2 separate regions of the Anas platyrhynchos genome follow, and region 2 is linked to region 1. A link is a contact called in public Hi-C data. All regions are on one chromosome and are shown on one strand. The core of a region is the stretch at or near the end of the contact, and the rest is flanking DNA. Distances in the headings are between cores, read along the strand shown. Region 1 holds the start of DHX58 (DExH-box helicase 58). Region 2 holds the start of PDK2 (pyruvate dehydrogenase kinase 2).

What was found. A called contact is a pair of places that touch in the nucleus more often than the background predicts.
Region 2: a contact with region 1 is called in a Hi-C map of subcutaneous adipose tissue, with 2.4 times the contacts expected there. The contact joins the promoter of PDK2 here to the promoter of DHX58 in region 1.

What each region holds. Positions count from the first base shown.
Region 1 is chr28:2,859,423-2,864,028 of IASCAAS_PekinDuck_T2T, reverse strand. DHX58 (DExH-box helicase 58) reads left to right here and starts at 2,293. Exons shown (of 12, transcript XM_038168878.2): 1 at 2,293-2,609; 2 at 2,714-2,915; 3 at 3,072-3,262; 4 at 3,411-3,527; 5 at 3,787-3,913; 6 at 4,003-4,185; 7 at 4,282-4,538. The coding sequence starts at 2,442. KAT2A (lysine acetyltransferase 2A) reads left to right here. Exons shown (of 18, transcript XM_038168856.2): 16 at 118-181; 17 at 383-467; 18 at 704-1,881. The coding sequence ends at 897.
Region 2 is chr28:3,012,718-3,017,610 of IASCAAS_PekinDuck_T2T, reverse strand. PDK2 (pyruvate dehydrogenase kinase 2) reads right to left here and starts at 2,714. Exons shown (of 11, transcript XM_038168869.2): 1 at 2,491-2,714; 2 at 1,068-1,209. The coding sequence starts at 2,608.

The DNA.
Region 1 (4,606 bases), core at 1,044-3,543:
CGGGACCAGCGGTGCCAGGGGGGGCTCCTGGTTCGTGCCCCCTGCAGCCCCCCCAGGCTGATGGGCTCTGTGCTCATGGGCCCTGCTCTGTGCTGATGGCCCTGCTCTGTCCTGCAGCAAAGAGCTGAAGGACCCGGACCAGCTCTACAACACCCTCAAAAACCTCCTGGCCCAGATCAAGGTGGGCAGCGGGGGCGCGCTGCGGCGCCCTTCACCCCATCCCCGTCCCCTTGGGGGGGGGGGGGGGAAGGCAGGGGGTGAGCCCAGCACGGCTCCCCAGCTCTGCTTGGGTTGTGGATGGGTTATTTTGGGGAGCAGGACCCCTGGGTGCTGGGGCAAGGGGGTGCTGCCCCCTTCGTGGTAACCTCTGCCCCCTCCCCAGACCCACCCCAGCGCGTGGCCCTTCATGGAGCCGGTGAAGAAGTCGGAGGCGCCGGACTACTACGAAATCATCCGCTTCCCCATCGGTGGGTGCCAGGGGTCCGGGGGGGGCTGCAGTGATCCCAAGCATGGGGGGGGCATGGTGGGGAGGGGGGGTTGCTGTTGGGGTGCTGGGATGTCCATGGAGTGAGGTAGAAGAGAGAGGGACCCCTTGGGGACCTCTTGGGGACCCCTTGGGGACCCCTGCGTGTGTCTGGCTTGGGATCCCACTGGGTGGGGGGCACGGGGGTGTGCTGGGGGGGGTCCTGACCCTTTCCCCCAGACCTGAAGACGATGACGGAGCGCCTGAAGAACCGCTACTACGTCACCAAGAAGCTGTTCATCGCCGACCTGCAGCGCATCATCACCAACTGCCGCGAGTACAACCCCCCCGACAGCGACTACTGCAAGTGTGCCAACACCCTGGAGAAGTTCTTCTACTTCAAGCTCAAGGAGGGGGGGCTCATCGACAAGTAGGGGGGGTGGGCCTGGACTCCTGGGGCCGCCAGATCTCCCCCCCAGGTCCTTGCCTGCAGCTGGGGAGGGGCAGGGGTGCCCTCTCCCCAAGGAGAGGAGAGAGGGACCCCCCCGCCTCTGAGCCCTCTGAGCAGGGTTTGCTGCTGCTGAACAGCCTGGGGGGGTTCAGTGTGCTCCCTCTGGGGGGGTCCGGGGTTTATCCCTGTCCTGGCAGCCCCCCTACTCCTGGGGGAATGTTGAGGGGCTGGGGGGGGTCGGAGCAGAGCTGCCTTGCTGCCTCCCCCCTGGGGCTGTGCCTTCTGCCTCCTGTGTCTCAGTGCCAGGGCAGGGCCCCCCCCCCTCTGCGTCCTGATGCCAGGGCAGGGCCCCCCCCCAATGCTTTGGGTTTCTGCAGGGACTTTGCTTCCTGCTCCCGTCCACGCACAGGCAGCGCCTGCCCCTCTTGAATGTATGGCAGGACCCCCCCCCCAGCCCTCTGTGGGGCAGAGACCCCGCTCCTGGGCTCGGGGAGGGGGGGTCCCTGCTCCTGCTGCCTCTCCATCAGCTCTTCCCTTGGGGCAGGGGCTCTGCACCATCTCCCCCTCCCCTTGCTGGGGACACTCGGGGGGGTCCCATCCTGGTTCCTGCTCCCCCTTGCTCTGCCCCGGCTCTGAGCCAGCTTCAGCACGGGGCTGGGGGGCTGGCTCTTGCTCGCATCCCTTCCTCGCCCCCCCTCCTTGTCCCCATTTGCCCCCTGGGAGCAGGGCTGGGGCGTAGCATTAATTTATCCCCTGCTTTGGTCGCCTGCTGCCTTATTGCCCGTGGCTGTCCTTCATGGGGGGGGGTGCTGGTCCCACTCTGGGGCCTTACTGGCCTTGCTGGGGGGGGACCAGACCCTGTCCAGCCCTTCCTGTCCACCCATTCCATGTGACTTTTTTTTTTTATTTGGGTTGTTGTTGTGTTTTTTTGTTTGTTTATTTTTTTTAATAAATGTACTTGTGCACACCCAGCTGCCCCCTTGTGTCTGGCCCTGCACTGAGCCCCCCCCAAACCTCAGAGGAGGAGGTGGGGGGGGGAGAGCTCCAGGGCCGCTGGGTGCTGTGATGGGGGGGCACTGGGATGAACTGGGTGGGCACTGGGATGAACTGGGGGGGCGTGGATGTGGATTTTGGTGCACGGGGGTGGGAGGTGCACAGGGGGAAGGGGAGGGTGCAGGGGGCTGGGGGTGCACCAGGCTCAAGTGGGGGGTGTGAAGGGGCTGGGGGGGCACTGGTTTGAACTGGGGGGGTGGAGATAGATGGGTGGGGGTGCACTGGGCTGAACTGGGAGGCGTGGCTGGGAGCAGGGAAAAGCTGCGTCTGCAGCAGCTCCTCCTGCTTTCGGTTTCTGTTCCCGATTGGGGCGGGGACGGGGATTGGGAATCGGGGCGAGCCGGCAGCTTGGCGCAGCAAAACTTGGTTTGGCTCGGCTCCCTTCACCCCAAACCCACTCAGCCGTGCGTCCCAGCCCGACATCGCGACCAAGAGGCATCTCCCTAGAGGTTTCATTTCCTACCGGTGTCACCCATGGAGCTGCGCGGGTACCAGCACGAAGCCGTGGCCCCAGCCTTGCGTGGCCGCAACAGCATCATCTGGCTGCCCACGGGGGCTGGCAAGACCCGTGCCGCCGTCCACGTCTGCTGGAAGCACCTGGAGAGCCGCCGGGATGGCAGGGTGGCCGTGCTGGTCAACAAGGTGGCCACAGGGTCCCTGTCCCCACCACCCTTGGAGATAACGGGGTGGGAGGGTAAAGCACCGGTGGTCCCGGCTTGGAGCTGACGGGGTCGGGGTGTGTGTAGGTGCACCTGGTGGAGCAGCACGCCAAGGAGGAGTTCCACGTCCTGCAGGGCACCTTCAGGGTGACGGCCATCAGCGGGGACAGCAGCCACAAGTGCTTCTTCAGCCAGGTGGTGAAGCGCAGCGACGTCGTTATCTGCACGGCCCAGATCCTGCACAACGCCCTGCTGAGCCGGGAGGAGGACACGCGCGTGGAGCTGACGGGTGGGCACGGGACCCCCATGGCTGGGACCCCCCCAAGGCTGGGACACTCCCCTGGCTGGGACATCTCACCATGGCTGGGACCTCCACACTACTGGGACCCCCCCCCCGGCACGTCCTGCGCTGCTCACCCCGCTCTCCTCCCTCTCCCCGGTGCAGATTTCTCCCTGTTGGTGATTGACGAGTGCCACCACACGCACAAGGAGGCCGTCTACAACAAGATCATGCTGAATTACCTCCAGCGCAAGCTCAGCGGGCAGCAGGACCTGCCGCAGATCCTGGGCCTGACGGCGTCCCCTGGCACCGGGGGGAAAACGTCCTTCGAGGGGGCCGTGGAGCACATCCTGCAGGTGGGCGCTGCGCCCCCAGCCTGGGGTTCGGTGGGGTTTGGTGGGGTTCAGAGGGGTGCGTGGTGGTGGTGCTGGGTGCCAGCGAGCACCCGGCGCCGTGCTGGGCTGCTGGGGCTCAGGGTTGGGTTTTGGGGCTCTCCCCTTTTAGATTTGTGCCAACCTGGACACCGAGGTGATCACGTCGGCGCAGGAGCACATGCAGAACCTGCAGAGACAAGTGCCCCAGCCCAGGAAGCAGTACGACCTGTGCCAGGAGAGAGCATGGGTGAGGGCGGCAGGTTGAGCCCACAGCATTGCCCCCAGGCCCTGCTGAGCTGGGGGGGGGGGGTCCTCCTTGGATGCCTGGGGGGCTCCTGGAGTCCCCCTCTCCACCCAACTCGGGCTGATTGAAGGAATCAGCAAACTAGTGCAGGGGATCCCATCACCATCCTGGTCCTGCCACGCGAACCACCCCTAACCCCAACCCTCCCGGCTGCACCCCCAGAGCAATGCCCCCAGCCCCCTGAGCCCCTCTCCACTCCCAGGACCCCTTCGGCCAGCGGCTGAAGAAGATCATGGCCCAGATCCAGCAGCACATGGGGAATGCGGGGCTGCCGCAGGACTTCGGCACGCAGACCTACGAGCAGCAGGTGGTGGAGCTGGAGAAGAGAGGTGAGGAGGCGGCGGCAGGGGGAGCGCCAGGGGGGCACGGGGCTGGCGGGGGCCGGGTGTCACCACCCTGGTCCCCGTTCCCTCACCAGCGGCCGAGAGGTTTTGCCGCAAGACGCGGGCGTGCGCGCTGCACCTGCGCAAGTACAACGACGCCTTGCTGATCAACGACGCGGTGCGCATGGTCGACGCCTTCCAGCACCTGCAGCAATTCTACGCCATGGAGAGGGACATGAAGGACCCCACCGAGCGCTTCCTGGCCACCACCTTTGAGGGTATAAGAAGAAGGGCCCCCGGGGGGGTGCAGCAGGGTGGGCGCGGGCTGGTTTGGGGGGCACGGAGCACCCCTCACACCCCGTTTGCATGCGCAGAGAATAGGGCGAGCCTGCTGGCGCTCGCTGGGTGCCAGCGCTACGAGAACCCTCGGCTGAGCAAGCTGGAGGAGATCCTGCGGGAGAACTTCCAGCCCCAGGGCTCTTCTCGGGGCATCGTCTTCACCAAGACCCGGCAGAGCGCCCACAGCCTGTTCAGCTGGCTGCAGGATGCGGCCACGCTGAGCGGGCAGCACATCAGGGCGGCTGTCCTCACCGGGGCCGGCTACAGCAACCAGACCAGGCACATGACGCAGGTGAGGGGATTGGGATGTGCCCAAACCCACCGTGCTACTGCTCTGGGGTGGGAGCCTTGCTGCAGCCC
Region 2 (4,893 bases), core at 1,465-3,964, 150 kb before region 1:
GTCCCAAAATCTCGCAGGGCTGGCACGGGGACGCCACCAGCAAACAGCCCATCACGTGGCCGCGCTGGGAGAAGGTTCAAGCTGCCACCAGCTGGCAGGGGGACATGGCCCTTAAAGGGACACCCGGAGCCTGTCCCCCGCACCCCCAGGGACACCCCTCCGTGCCCCCCCCAGCCACCAGGGCTGGCTTGGCCCCTTCAGGGGGCAGGAGGCTGTGGCAAGGCTGGGGACCCCCCCCCGGCCCCGTGCTGGCAGCAGGTGACGTGTCCCCAAGCTGGCCGGCAGCCCGTGCCACCAAAGGGCTGGGTGCCACCCGTGCCCTGTCCTCGTCCCTGTGCCACCCCCCTGCCCCCCCCGCCCCCCAGCAGCACCCTCTGGATCTGCTGGGGACGAGAGCTGGTGGCAGGAGCGGCGGTGGCAGCGGGACCAGTGGGGGCACCCAGGCAGGTGGTGGCGGTGGGGTCACCCTTGGGGACAGTAGTGGGACCTGGGGTGACAGCGGTGGGAGGTCGGGGACAACAGCAGGACCCGTGGTGGGACCCATGGTGACAACGGTGGGACCCACGGTGGCACCCAGGCAGGTGGTGGCACCGGGATCCCTCTGGGTGACCGCAGTGGGACGTCAGTGACAGTGGTGGGAGCTGGGGTGACAACGGTGGGAGCTCAGGGACAATACTGGGACCCATGGGGACAAGAGTAGGACCCGTGGGGACAGTGACAGGAGACAGGGGACAACAGTGGGACCCATGGGGTGGCACCCAGGCAGGTGACAGTGGTGGGATCCCTCAGGGTGACAACAGCAGGACCTTGGTGACAGCAGTGGGACCCATGGTGACAATGTCAGGACCTTGGTGACAATGGCAGGACCATGGTGACAACGGTGGGACCTTGGTGACAACGGTGGGACCCATGCTGGCAGCAGCAGGACCCACGCTAGCACCCAGGGGACATCCCCATGACCCCAGGGGGGGCTGGACGGCAGCAGTGGGGGGGTGGTGACAATGGGGTGGCAGTGGGGGGGTGGTGACAATGGGGTGGCGTCCCCCCCCCGGGGTGTCCCCGCTCACCAGCTCTGCACCAGCTGCACGGAGGGGGTGCGCAGGACGCGGTCGGGCAGGAGGTTGATCTCCTTCATGATGTTGGACAGGCGGACGGGCAGCTCCTGCCGCAGGAAGGCGAAGGAGGTCTTCTCGCAGGCATTGCTGGACCCTGGGGGGGGCACGGGGGGGGGCACAGAGGGGGTGGGTGAACCCCATTGGACCCCCCCCCCCAACTCACCCCCAAGCCCCCCAGTTTGGGCTTCGTCCCCTCCGCCAGCAGGAACCGGTGGGATCGCGGCAGGGCCCTGATTTTAGGATCCTAAAGGGGTTGAGGGCACTGGGACAGGGCTGGGCAACCAGTATGGACCAGTATGACCAGTATGGAGCAGGTTGGGGCTGGAAGCGCCTCGTCCCATGCCTGGGGGGGTTGGCCCAGTGGTGGCACTGGGGTCCCCAGGTGGCCGTGCCCCCAGCCAGGGGGGGTGGCACGGAGCCTGGTGGGGGCATGGAGGGGGCTATAAAAGGGGGGGGGGCACATCCTGGGGATAAAGGGGGGGGCATAAAGGGGGGAAGCCCAGGAGGACCTGGGGGGGGGGGGGGACAAAACAGCATCAGGGGACCCCAGGGTGCAGCCACCAGCGGGGAGGAAGAGGGGGGGGGGACGTAAATAAATATAGCCCTGACATTAACCACGCGGGGGGGGGCGGAGGGTGACAGAGACGCAGAGACAGGTGGGGCCACCATGGGGAGCATCACGGGGGGGGGGGGGGCGATGGCATCCCCTGGGGAGCTGGGGATGGTGGGAGGGGGACCCCCAGGGCCTGGTATGTACCCAGGGGGGGCAGGACAGGGCTGGAATAGTGGGGGGGGGATTAACTAAAGGGGGTTGGGGGGGCGTCAGAGGGGGCAGGACGCCCCCCCCCCCGAAGCAGGACAGCGTTTTGCTAGCCCAGCTTTTTACCTGGGGGGTATTTTCCAAGGGGGGGGGGTCTTACTATCCTAGATGAGGGTGCACGCAGGGGACCCCCCCCCCAAAATAAAAACCGGACACCCTACCAACGGAGGCGGGGGGGGCGTTTCCCCGTACCCTAACACTACGGGGGGGTCCCTCCTTAGGGGCAGCCCCCCCCCCCCAGGCCAGGCTACCTCCTACCCTAGGGGGGTGTTCCCCGGGAGGGGAGGGGAGCAGTAATTTAGGGGAGGGGTCGGTAACTAAGGGGGGGGGGGCGGTAACTAAGGGGGGGGGCGGTAACTAAGGGGGGGGGGCGGTTACTACGTGGAGGGGGGGGGCGGGACACCGGCTGTTTACCGGTTACGGGGGGGGGGTTGAACAGAGCCAGCTATTACCGAGGGGGTCTCCTCCACCGCCCGGTCTGGGGGTACACCGAGGGGGGGGGCAAAATGGGGGGGGGGGCAGCACCCGCCGGGGGGGGGGGGGGTTGTTATTTACCGAAGTCCAGGAACTGCTTCATGGAGAGCGGCGAGGGCGAGAACTTGCTGAAGTGCTCGATGTAGGTGGGCACCCCCGCCAGGGCCGCCCGCTTCCGCAGGCACCGCAGCAGCCTCATGGTGGTGCCCCCCCCGCGGCCCCCCCCTGGCCCCCCCTGGCCCCCGGCCCCGCCGCCGCCGCCGCGCCCCCGCGCCCCAGCTCCCGCGCCCGCGCCCGCCCCGTTCCCGCGCCACGCCCCCTTTGGCCACGCCCCCCGGTCACGGCCCGCCCTCAGCCAATCAGAGCCCGCCGGCCCCACTCCGCGGGGTTAAGGCGCGCCACGCCCCCTCTGGCCACGCCCCCCTCAAACTCTTTAACCCCTTCGCGGCCGGAGCCGGGCAGGGTTTAACCCTTTGGGTGCCGGAGTGTAGCGCTATGGTCTGGGCGGCGCTCTGAGCCTCCCCCCCCCCCATAACCCAAACCAAGGGGAGCCCCCCCAATAATCCCAACCATGGGGAGCCCCTCCCCATAACCCCAGCCGGGAGAAGCCCCCCTCAATAATCCCACTAAGGGGAACCCCCCCAATAACCCCAACGAGGGGGAGCCCCCCCCAATATCCCCAAACAAAGGGGAGCCTCCCCCAATAACCCCAACCAAGGGAGCCCCCCCCAATAACCCCAAACAAAGGGGAGCCCCCCCCCCAATAACCCCAACCAAGGGGAGCCCCCCCCCCAATAACCCCAGCCGGGAGAAGCCCCCCCCAATAACCCCAAACAAAGGGGAGCCCCCCCCAATAACCCCAACCAAGGGGAGACCCCCCAGTAACCCCAACCAAGGGGAGCCCCCCAATAATCCCAACTAGGGGGAGACCCCCCAATAAACCCAGCCGAGGGGAGCCCCCCCTCAATAACCCCATCCGATGGGAGCCCCTCCAATAATCCCAGCCGGAGGAGCCCCCCCCAATAACCCCAACAAAGGGGAGCCCCCCCTAATAATCCTAACCAGGGGGAGCCCCCCCCAATATCCCCAAACAAAGGGGAGCCTCCCCCAGTTACCCCAACCAAGGGGAGCCCCCCCCAATAACCCCAACCAGGGGGAGACCCCCCAATGACTCCAACCAAGGGGAGCCCCCCCAATAAACCCAACCGAAGGGAGCCCCCCCCAATAACACCAGCCGAGGGGAGCCCCCCCAATAACCCCAACCAAGGGGGATGGGATGGGATGCCGATGGGATCTTCCCTACCATCCCGTCTCTCTTGAGCCAATTTATATTCTATTCTATATTATGTTATATTATATATTATATTAAATTTTATATTAAATTTTATCTCATACATCTTTTAGGAGCAGCCGCAGTGACTCCAGCCAAGCGTATCTCAGGGAGACGGGGCTCCGCCCTGGGGGCGGGCAGCATTTGGGCTGGGGGTGTGCTCCGGTCCTACTTCCAGTACCCAATTACACCACAAGGTGTACCCAAAGGCTTCCTTTGGGAGCATTTTTGATGGGCAAAAGTGGTGCCCTACGAATTGTCTAGGGTCCCACTTAGGGTTTTGGCATAAACATGGCATATGTTTAGGGCTCTTTGGAAAGAGAGAAGGCACAGAGCCCTCTGTCCTGTGGGGTCAATAAAGGCTCCCAAAGGGAGTTCAGGTGTACCCAAAGGTTTCCGTTGGGAGCATTTTTTGATGGAAGAAAGTGAAGCCATACGTGTTTTCTAGGGTCCTACTTAGGGCTTGGCTCAGTGTTCTGGTTACAGTTACATTTAGGGTTGTTTGGAAAGGGAGAAGAAGCCGGGTTTAGGGTTAGGGTTAGGGTTGGGGTTAGGGTTTGGGTTTAGGGTTGGGGTTAGGGTTTAGGGTTAGGGTTAGGTTCTAAGGTTTGGGTTAGGGTTAGGGTCATTAGGGTTAGGGTTAGGGTTGGGGTTAGGGTTAGTCTTATTGTTAGGGTTAGGTTCTAAGGTTTGGGTTAGGGTTAGGGTCATTAGGGTTGGGGTTAGGGTTAGGTTAGGGTTAGTCTTATTGTTAGGGTTAGTGTTAGGATTTGGGTTTAGGTTTAGGCTTAGGGTTAGGATTAGGGTTGTACCAAAAGCCTTCCTTTGGGGGCACTTTTTGATGGACGAAAGGGGCTCTGTATGCATTTCATGGGGCCCTATTTTAAATTCGTCTCAGGGGGGATGCTGCAGGGGGCTTAGACGCAGCAGGGTGCAGGGGGGGACACAGCAGCATTGCAGCAGGGGTGCAGGGGGGACGCAGCAGGGTGCCGGGGTCTCAGGTACCCCGGGGATGCTGCAGGGTCCTGGCAGCCCGGACTGTCAGGAGCTGGGCTCGGGGCTCAGCTGGGAGCAGGAAGGGGCCGAGGTGCAGCCCCGGGGCTCTCCCTGCACCTGCTCTGGGTGCCCAGGATTTGGGGCTGGGGGGGTTTGTC